Linked DNA regions of Drosophila melanogaster: region 1 is linked to region 2. The links are chromatin contacts, called in public Hi-C maps. All regions are on one chromosome and are shown on one strand. The core of a region is the stretch at or near the end of the contact, and the rest is flanking DNA. Distances in the headings are between cores, read along the strand shown.

Region 1 (5,209 bases), core at 2,651-5,150, 160 kb before region 2:
ACACACACATGTGAGAAGGTCCTTTGTCGCTTCGACCGCAGTCAGTGGCATAAGCTAAACGGTGAGGCAGTGATGTGGCGAGTGGGTGAGGGGGTGGTACAAATCTCTCGCACCAATACCAATGTATTGTCCAGGACCGGTCAACAAAGCCGATTTATGGGTTGTCCAGCGAGCGAGTGTGTGTGTCCTGTTTTTACGGCGCACACGAATGCGTGACGTGCGTGCGCTGCGGCTATTAAATTATTTGTAAACAATTTTTGATATCTGATTTTATGCACACGCACTCACCGCTACGCCTGTTCGACTGTCATAACTTTGAAGGGCTTACCGCGAAAAATACACCCATTTATACTCGCAGTTCAGATGGAAATAATACGCCAAAAACTTCAAATAATTTTGTCAAAGATCTATTGTCCGAACACAGCCATCGCAAAGCATTGATTTAGGTAACAAATTAAGTCCTTGGTCGACAATAACTGTAATAATTTTGCAACTACATAGGGAGCTACGACGCTTGCGAGTTCTATTAAAAAATTTTCGCCTGCTTTCCGGTTAGTCAGCATTTAGTTGCCTATTTTGAGATTATAAATATACTATCTGGTTGACCAGTTATTAGAACAATGACCTTTCACAGGCTTGTAAATTTGGTTATTGTTTATTTTGCCAAGGTTGGCGGAAGTGAGTCAGGATTCCAAAATCGCAGACAGATCCAAATTCATAGATAGTTTCTCGGGAATCGAGAATTATAAATGTATTTATTAGCGTCATTAGGTAATTTCCGGAAAATTTTAAATGATTTCAGGGCATTGATCAAGCAATTATTCCAAGTAATCGAAATCGGCCTTGTTTCGAAACATTTCAAATTAAAAGATTCGAGCCCACACTCTTCGAATGAGTTTTCAAGTTTGGGGTAATGAACATTTTCAGCCACATTAGTCAATTGGGCCGGCGGGAGTGCAGATTTTCGTGCTGGCTTGGCTTTCTATTCATTAGGCCTTCGCCCGACGATGTGACAACTTTGGCAATGACCGAAAACAAAGGCCAAATACAATCAGCTGTAAACAAAAGCCAACCCTTCGGTGGCGGGGGCACTTCGATGGGATTCGCCAGCCGGGGGTAAGACAAATTAGTTGCAAGTTGCACGCTGCAATCGGAGCCGTTTCTTTGGAGCTTGCGGCAAAGTTTGCAAACTCCCCCAGAGCCGCTGTTTATCGGTTCTGTGGGCTTTGTTCAAAGTTCTGTGCAAATGTGAAATAGTATTGGACAAGCAGTCGAGCGCTACTTGGCCACCGAAAAAGTTATCCCTTGCACTTTCATTACTTTTCTCCTTGGGAAAGAAAAAAATAAAAGCAGCCACTTTGGCAATGCGCGAATTAGCCAAATAATAAATAAGTGCACGACAAAAGTGGCTAAGAAATTTCGAACAACAATGAAATTACTCGGCTGCTCTTTTGAAAGACTTTTTGCCTAATGCTTGGCAACTTTTTCACCATCTCCACTTTTCGACCACACATCGGGGACAAACTTTACTTTGTATTTGAGTGTGTGTTTGCCAGTTGATGATTCTCGAATTTCATTTCTTTTTCCCCCTTACATATTTCTTTATGGGTTCTTGCTTGTCACCCGCAAAAGTTTCCGACCCTAAAGCCCTCACCTTTGGTCCTCCCAAATGTAATCATCAAGTCGGGCTGACCAAATTGCCGGAGTCTCTAATTATTTTGGCTGACATTGCATTCGTTTCCCTTGGCGCTGATAAGAAAGTTCCCAGAATGTGAAGTGCGGCATGTGCACATGCAGTTCACGTTTATTACCACAGATAGCCGCAAGTTTCCGCTCGCTATTAACTGCAAATTTGCCCAACTTTGAATATTGCTCATACGTCCTCTGGTGCGAAAGGATGTTCCTATCATCAGGTCGCCATTAAAATGCAACTTTCGCTGGGAATGCACACTCTTGAAACTTTGCAAAACGGCTGAAGGAACACGCAGAATTGAAAAAAGGACAACCACAATGTTCTTAATGAATGTTTCATGAACTTCCTCGGATTCCAGGCACAGCGAAAAAAGGTCACACAAGTATATGTTAAAATGAAACTGCACTTTAAAGGTTTTTAAAACGTAAAAAAAAACGCTATTGAATATCATACGTAACATTTTGTTTAAGCTAAAGTTGTGTATCATTAGACTGGTTGCACAGGTGCTCAAATATTGCAAGAAACCAATGTGTTTCTACAATCTCATTCATTGTTTTAAAATCAAGTTTTGTGCTAGGCGAAGCTAGTAACGGATGTTCAGTTTTTAACCATTTCGGTGGTGTTGTTTCTCGCAGTGCACCAGACGCCCGCCTAAGTGCAGTACTAACTTCATTTGCGCGGGGCAACGCGTCGTATGCGTAATGCCGGCTCTGAGGACTTGCAGTCCCGCGTCTAAACAAGCAGCAGGGAAATGCTCTGGAATTGAGGATTGGGATTGGGCCCTGGCCCGTGCTCGGGCTCGGGCTCGGGCTTGGGCTGGGAGGGTTATGAATGCGACTTTGACTGCGATGCGTTTAGTTGAGCGGATGTCGAGTGCTTCGGCAATTTGTAGCAAACTCTTGATGCAGCTGCAGTCCCTTTGTTTGGCAGAATCGAGCGGAGCTCAGTCTGCGCTGAAGGGATATGCGGTAAATGAATGAATTAGGAAGCCAAATCCCGGATAAGCTTAAGTGTGTGGCGTGCTCAAGGCGAGGGTTCGGGACTCGAGTTCCCTTCGCCAAGTATCTGTATTAGTTTGGTTTGGCTTGCCTGAGCTTATGCATTTGAGCAAAGCTCCCAGCGATTCGGAAATTATTTGAAAGAGACTCAGCAACAGGATGCAGGCAGCCCTTGGCTGGAAAGGACTTGCTACTACTATAAGTTGACATTTTTCTTGCATCTTTCGTTCTTTGTTCTCATTTTACGTAAGCTATTCTAATATAGACACTGCTGATAGCTGGTTTACTTGATGGGCTTTGCTTAAGAAGTTATTTATTTTAACTCGCCCTATAAATAAAATTCATTCATAAAATTCATAAATAAATCTTGTTAATTATTTTAATTTTTACCCCACACTTAACCAAATTCGTTTTTTGTTTCATAATATCCTTACGAAATTGCATTCCTTTCGTTTAGCCATTTCTCTTAAATTGTTTCACATTGGAATTCTGGAATGATTTTACACATTACTTGCATTTCATTTTGAGTACCTCGTTATGCACATTCTGTTAATATTCTTTGCGTTCTAGGAAAAGCTTTCGCCCGCTTTTCGCTGAAAAAAAGGACTCAATGCTGCCATGTTTTCCACTTTCCATTTTGGCTCTTTTCTTTGCAGGGATATTTTAACGTGTTTTGCTTTCGGCTTCATTACATTGAAGTTTTGTTTTACCCTGCCAGTGCACTTAGTTGGTTTTTATTGTTTTCGTTTTTTTTAGGTATATTCCTGTCGTTTTTGCCTTCTTGTGGAAATTAAGCTTTGAAAAATGACGGTACCCACTGAGTCGCACAATGCAACTACTGCACACATAAGTATTTGGAAAATTACTTTCATTTATGTGTGCTTCGTTTGGCTTGTTATTGTCGAAGGAGTTGCCTGGCAACTGGCTTAGGTCCTGCCGATCCTTACGCCCTTCCGATACTCCGATGCCGTTCCGTTTTTGTGGCTTTCGGAGAAAGCATTTTCATTTATATTTAGTTCTTCTCACAACGCTTTCTCTTTGGTTATTATCATGGACCCCTTCCTGTCACCATTTGTAAATTACAGAAATGAAATTAAGTTCACACTTTGTCATGTGGGGACATTTACGGTTTTTAATTGTTTGTGCGCTGCGTTGAGCACTTGAGTGAGTTGGTGTGCCAGGGACATAGGAAAAGAGGGCACAATGGCGGGCTGTGTGGAAATGGTGCATACTTTTCGGGATAAAATGTGTAATGAAAGCTCTCGTCCTGTGTACATTAATAATTTCGTTAAATATTTGCCCATGTGTGTGTGCCCTTATAATTAGAAATTATTCTTGGCATTAAATGAGGGACCCTTTAGTGGGTTTGGGAACTTTTCCTTGAAGTTCCGCAGCTGTAGCCTTAAAGTTCGTAGCTGAATTCAATGACTTCTGGCTGCCGGGGTTGCTTTTCGATTTAGCAGGGTCTTAAGGCTCAATGGTGTGTAATTTTCGGATGTCTGTATTTAATCCGACTGTGACTTTTTAGGCCCTTCTGTAAACTTTCCTGTTCCCCCTGTTTTTGCTCCCTTATCCTCTGTGGGCTTATTATACGTTACTCGTAGTTTATGGTGAGTAGGGTATCAGGTTATACTAGATTCATTGAAATGTGTGTAGCAGGTAGAAGGAAGCGTTTCCAACTATAAAAAGTATATACATTCTTCACCATGATAAATAGCCAAGTCGATCTAGCCATGTCCGTCTGTCCGACTGTCCGTCTATCCGTATGAACGTCTAGATAGATCATAGGAACTATAAAAGCAAAAAGTTGAGATTCAGCATACAGATACAGATTTGAAAGACATAGACGCACCGCAAGTTTGTTGACCCATTTTGCCCCGTCCATCCTAACGCCCTAAAATTACCCAAAACTGCCCACATTTTTGAAATGGTTTTGGTTATTTTTTTTTATAATATTATTAATCTTGTAATGCATTGATTTGCATGGATGGATGGATTTGCAAAAGGAAATTAAAACTTTTTTCCACTTTTGTTAGAGTACACCCTATAACCACCCACGCCCACCTTTTTAAAATATTGTTGAATACTTTTTCATAATTTTATTATTCCCTTAAATATCTATCGATTTTCAAAACAAAACTTTTTGCCGCACCCACTCTAAAGCCCTAAAGCCTCCAAACCGGTCACGCCCACATTTTTGAACACTTTTAAAATGTTGTCAAATTTTCTTTCCCAATATCTATCGATATCCCAAAAAAATGATGAAATTTCGCGTTCGCATTCACACTAGCTCAGTAACGGGTATTTGATAGTCGGGGAACTCGACTCTAGCATTTTCTCTTGTTTTCTAATACTTTTTCTCTGTTGGCTGGCTCATCAATTTGTAATCGCATTTGAGGAGGAAACCAATTTTGCAGCCGATTTACATTTGCTTGCTCTTTTTCGGAGATGGCATCGAGAAAAACGCGTTGTGTTTACGAAGTCTGGTCGCTTATCTGACGCCATTGACTTCATGGCG
Region 2 (5,455 bases), core at 2,549-5,048:
TTCTTACAGAAAACACTGGAAAGTTTTCTGATTACAGCCCAATATTATGGCCAATTAATTTTCCTTACTGACTGTCGATTTACCCCAATCCACCATTGCAGCAACTACCAGCAAATCCAGCACCTGGGATACTATGGACACGAAATCGGAACGGAGAGCATCTCGCAGCAGCAAGGACTGCAGGATAAGGGCTACGAGGAGTGGGTGGGCGAGATGATTGGCATGCGTGAAATCCTGCGACACTTCGCCAATGTGTCCGTCAACGATGTGGTCGGCATGCGAGCTCCGTTCCTCAAACCTGGCCGCAACACCCAATACAAGGTGAGTTGCAGTTGTTATTGCAAAGGGTAGCAGGGGGTTGTTGCGTGGATGGCAGGTGTGTCAGCTCTGCACAAAAGAAATGCAAACAATGAGAATTGACATGCAATTGTCGATTGCGATTTCTTGATATCACAACCAGAGGGTGTGGGAGCTACGGGGTGGAGCTACAGAGATCCCAAACGGAATCGAAAATCGAAAAGTTATTCATTTAAAGCTGCAATTTCAGTTTCTGTCAACGCCGCGACACTGAATGGGAAAACGTACCCAATTGGTTCGGAAACAAACAGAAGGCAATCTGAATGTAAAGTTAAATTTGTACTTTATAAGAGTTTGAAGACAACAATATAGATTTTAAGCAGTAAAGTGTTTACCAAAATATGTTACTTACCATATTAGTTACCTAGGTAACTTAATTAAGTGCTAACATTAAATGGCCGTAATTGTTGGAACTGCTTATAAAAATTTGTATACACGTCCCTCGAAGAGTAAACACAGGTACACGACTTTTGCGTGTTAAAAATATAAGTAAGCGTTTCCTACCAGTCAAGTGTCTACCTAGTGGATCAAGATTACCAGACGAGTCGTCAATTAATGTTCCGGAACAATATGACATGATGATGATGATATAGTCGTCCGGTTGCCAAAGATTTAGTCATTTAGTCATTTGGATTCTTTATCAATTATATTATATATTCTTTACTTTACTACGGACAGACAGGCGGAAGTGTGCGAGAAGACTCACTTGATTCTACTTAAGAAAATATACACTTTATTGGGTCGGTTCCTTTACCTGTTACAGTTAATTTGGTAATATTTTTGACTTTACTAGGATCGGGTATAAAAACCTTATTTTTTAGGTTATGCATTGTTTTTAAATCTGCTCATTGTATGTGATAGTTATTTCATTTAAATTGATGAGGTCTTGGTTTTAAATTGAAATTGAGTTTGTTGATATCCAATAAGGCAATGGCAACCTAACCGTAACCTCAACCCACCGAACACACACAATTTGACTCCGACGAAAATTTCTGGTTGACATGACATGACATCAATGTCACAATACATGAACGTTCACATCGGTTCAAGTGCTCCATTATACGACATCCATCCATCCAGGCTCCCCATTCCACCTCCCAAATCTCGATCAGAGTCGTTGGCACATTCATGCATTTAAAATCATATCCATGGCAAATCTCTTTATGCAGATAATGGGCCCAAATGAAAGAGTGTAAGCGACGTGACCGCCCATCGATGTTGTATTGTATCGCACTCATGGATTTTGTCTGTGTGAAGCGATGCTTTCCTTACATCCTAGGAAGGGAAAGCATATTTTATTACAATTAATCAATTAAATAACAAATCTTTTCTGTGGCATACAATTTTTTCAAAAGTCGATTTTCAAAAAGCCAACAATGCAAAACCAACATAATAGAAATTTATGTCCCAAATTAATAGGGGGCAAACAGAAGGACGAACGTGCAATACCGTCAAGTTGGAAATCTACGATTTTTTTTAAAAACGGTTCAGCTTCGGATGATGAAAATAAACGTGCTTTACCAAACATTCGTAAAATTAAAGCTGTTGGGCTGGCCACACAAAATGCCCATTATGTCTAGATTAAATACACAAATGTATACATTACAAAGCATATTGCTAGTCTGGTCACTGAAAAATAAAACTTTTGACAAAAATACATTTTTAAACTTTCCATATTTTACCTCTTTTAAACAAAGTGTTGTATAAATTGTAAATGTATTGTTTATTTATTTATTAATTGCTTAAATGCCAAAACTGTCTGCTTTTTACTACCAGGTGCTGGAGGACTTTGGGTACATCTATGACAGCTCGATCACCGTTCCACCGGTACCCGTGCCAGTGTGGCCGTACACCCTCGATTACAAGATCTCGCACGAGTGCAAGAGCGGCACCTGTCCGTCGCGCACTTTCCCCGGCGTTTGGGAGGTTCCCCTGAACACACACTACGTGGAGGGCTATGAGGGCGGTCACTGTCCCTATCTCGACCAGTGCGTCTTGCACAACCTAGACGAGGAGGAGGTCTTTCAGTGGCTACAGGAGGACTTTTCGCGCTACTACGAACAGAACAAGGCTCCATACATGATGCCCTTCCACACTAACTGGTTCCAGACCAAGCCGCTGGAGAACGGCCTCCACAAATTCCTTGACTGGGCCCTCGAACTGTGAGTTTGATACACTTAATATCTAGGGATATTGGGGGAAAATACCAATATTTCGGATAATATGGATAATAATGTTTTAATCGCTATAAACATACTACACCAAAATCAATACCATTGAAATGACTACCTAGATCTATGAACTCAGAGCATTTGGCAACGATCTAGGCATCTGTCCATATCAACGTGAAAAGTTTATTTTTAAATATTGCTACATTTCGCCCACTTTCATTAGATGTTTGACAGGTAACTGATAGTCGAGCAACTCGACTACAGCTTTCTCTCTAAGTTTTAATTGACTGTTTATTAGTATTTATGCTTCATCTTTATCTGGAGACGTATTTACATTCAAATTGATAGTAAAAAAAACAATACATTGGGTGTTTGTAGTACCTTACCTACGATAACAATACACCTACGCTTGACCCACCACCACCCATGATTAAAAGCCACATACTTAATCATACATTTAATGGGTCATATCGCTTTTAATTTGTTTAAAATGCAAGAAAACTCCGTCTTTTTTGGATATCAAACAAAACTTTATCTTTATGATATTGTATATCTTTTCAGAGATATACTTTCTAGATATTTTTTTTTTACATCGTTAGGGGTTTCTGTGTCTGTTATATGCGCACACTGCGTTTTTTTTTTTCATAAATTTATTTTTTCAACTTTTTCCATTTTTGGCCTTATACATAGTATATTTTTGTTGTTGGTGTTTTCATAATTGAAAGCCAACTTTGGAACAGGCTCCCTCTCTCATACCATCTACTTCTATCTACACATGGGCAGCTGGCGTTTCCTGCCGATTGCCGCTGGCAAGTTTTATATTCAATTAAAAAAAAAACCAAGAGAGATGAGAGCCGGAAGACGGAATAAAGAAAAGCGGGAGAAAGCAGGGAGAAAGTGGGCCGCAAAAGGCAGAGGCAGAAAGCTGGAGCAGTAGCAAAATTGGCAATTGCTATAAAAATTGCTTGTAGAAGCGTCGGCACATGTTGCCTGTCCGTCGACAGGTTGAGCTGGGCTCCACGAGCCCACACTAGCCCTTTACAAACAGCAAACAGCACCCCTGTGCGCAGAGTGCATTGAAAAAAACGGGATATACTTCTGATTATTTAATATACAATGTATACTGAAATATATATGCATTACTACAATATATTTATAATGAAATAGACACTACTAGTAATCTCTGATTTAATGGTAATTTTCGGTAAGAATAGGTGTCCGACTTGACATACATTGCTGCATACTTTGAGGCACTGTGGTAGGAAATAAGTGTTGTGTTTGAGAATTTTTCTCCTGTGCATATCGCCAATCCTGCTGGCAGTCAGTCACTCAACCATATGCACAACTCTCAACGGAATCTCAGACCCAGCCGTCGTCCTTTTGGCCACCACACAATGGCGACGATGTGGTCAGCGTTTAAAAAAATCATCAGCAGAACACGAGCAGTAGCTTGGATAAGGATAAGAAGGGAAAAAATCGCACGTTTTAATGAGAAAAGTTTAATTTTGTTAAAGTTTCATTTCAAAAATATCAGTGCTGGCGCAGGCCAACGAAAAGGGATACACGAAGAGGAGGGAGAACGTGGAACGTGGCGGGCAACAACACAAAAAGCCAAAACAGGACCGCGGTATTAGGGGTCGTGGCTAACTAAAAACAATGTTAATGCGAGCAACAACAACGCTAGTGAGCCGAAGAAGGCTAACCCGGCTTGCTGTCAAAAGAGAGAGAGAGACGGAAAGTCCCGCCGTACGAGCAAAAAGAGACGTTAACCTTGTTTAATGAAGGTATGCTGATAGAATCGCACTTCGTCATCGGCATCAGTTGTGGTATGAGCTTGTGTGTATCTTGCTCCCGAGTGCTTGTGTGTGTTAGCCATGTTATCAGTCATCTTTGTTATCGTGTAGAAGGGACATGATGGCTATCTTCGAATAAACGGTTTTTAATTCCAAACAAGCCATGGTGTTTTCCGTCTTAAAAGATTTGATTAGCTTTTGTTTACTCTGTTTAAAAGAAAAGTTTTCGGACCCAATGGCTTCACAAATTTCCTGCAAAAGAATAACAATTACGTTTTCTATAGCTGTCATGCAAGTTAAGAGTAAAAGGGTATACTAGATTCGTTGAAACAGGAAGAAGGAAACGTTTCTGACTATATAAAGTATATATATTCTTGATCAGGATCAATAGCCGATCCATCTAGCCATGTCCGTCTGTCCGTCCGCATGAACGTCGAGATAGGAACTATAGAAGCTAGAGAGTTAAAATTAAGCATACAGTTTCCAGGGACATAGACGCGGCTCAAGTTTGTTGATTCCTGGTGCCACGCCCAATCTTACAATCATCATTATCAGTCTTGTAAATTTCTATTAATTTTCCATATAATGGATTTATTATTGGAGCTTTTGGCACCACTTGTCTCTTAAATCGTCTGGTTAGTTTCATGAGGGAGTAGCTTAATGATCCATCCGGATTAGCATTCTCCAAGTGTACGTCAATTTTAGCTTGCCGGAACCTTTTGAAGTCGGTTCGCTAACCTTTTATATATTGAGTTGACAGGCGTATCATCAATTCTAGCGTATTCCTTTCTTATCCTTGGAGGCAAAAGCCCTCTTTGATGTTGACTAGAGTGTTGGGAGGTCTTTGGGCTAGCGTTAGCCGTAGCTATTCGTATTTTGCTTATGAATATTTGGATAGTGCCCTCAATATCCTCAGCGCTACTTAAGTCCAAGCTTAGATTAATCCTCCTTCACAATTCAGCTTTAAAAATCCCAACAGAGGAACCGTAGGAAGTAATTGTTGTCTACGTGTCTTGAGTTGAGGTGAATAACAGCACTGATGGGCATATGATCAGAAATCAGATCGTAGCACTTATTGTTTGGAATACCATTGACGATAACGATATCATTCTTTAATCCGCATTTTTTTGGTTA

Evidence for each region. A called contact is a pair of places that touch in the nucleus more often than the background predicts.
Region 1: a Hi-C map of the Kc167 cell line shows a contact between it and region 2, with 1.7 times the contacts expected there. The contact joins two enhancer-like sites. A contact is called at or near these places in 6 of 107 Hi-C or Micro-C datasets (the Kc167 cell line, the ML-DmBG3-c2 cell line, the S2 cell line and 3 more).

Annotation. Positions count from the first base shown.
Region 1 is chrX:22,743,857-22,749,065 of dm6, reverse strand. The region is part of intron 3 of lncRNA:CR44997 (long non-coding RNA:CR44997); the gene reads right to left. Among named protein-coding and RNA genes, the nearest start is that of lncRNA:CR44109, 20 kb to the left of the region's middle. Within about 2 kb of position 3,900, at least 3 of the 39 cell types and tissues checked have an H3K27ac peak or open chromatin away from gene starts, as enhancers often do. A contact at or near this core is called in the Kc167 cell line, where this site is marked.
Region 2 is chrX:22,585,529-22,590,983 of dm6, reverse strand. It overlaps Cda4 (Chitin deacetylase-like 4), which reads left to right. Exons shown (of 8, transcript NM_167788.2): 6 at 102-321; 7 at 2,134-2,519. Among named protein-coding and RNA genes, the nearest start is that of CG17601, 41 kb to the right of the region's middle. Within about 2 kb of position 3,798, at least 10 of the 39 cell types and tissues checked have an H3K27ac peak or open chromatin away from gene starts, as enhancers often do. A contact at or near this core is called in the Kc167 cell line, where this site is marked.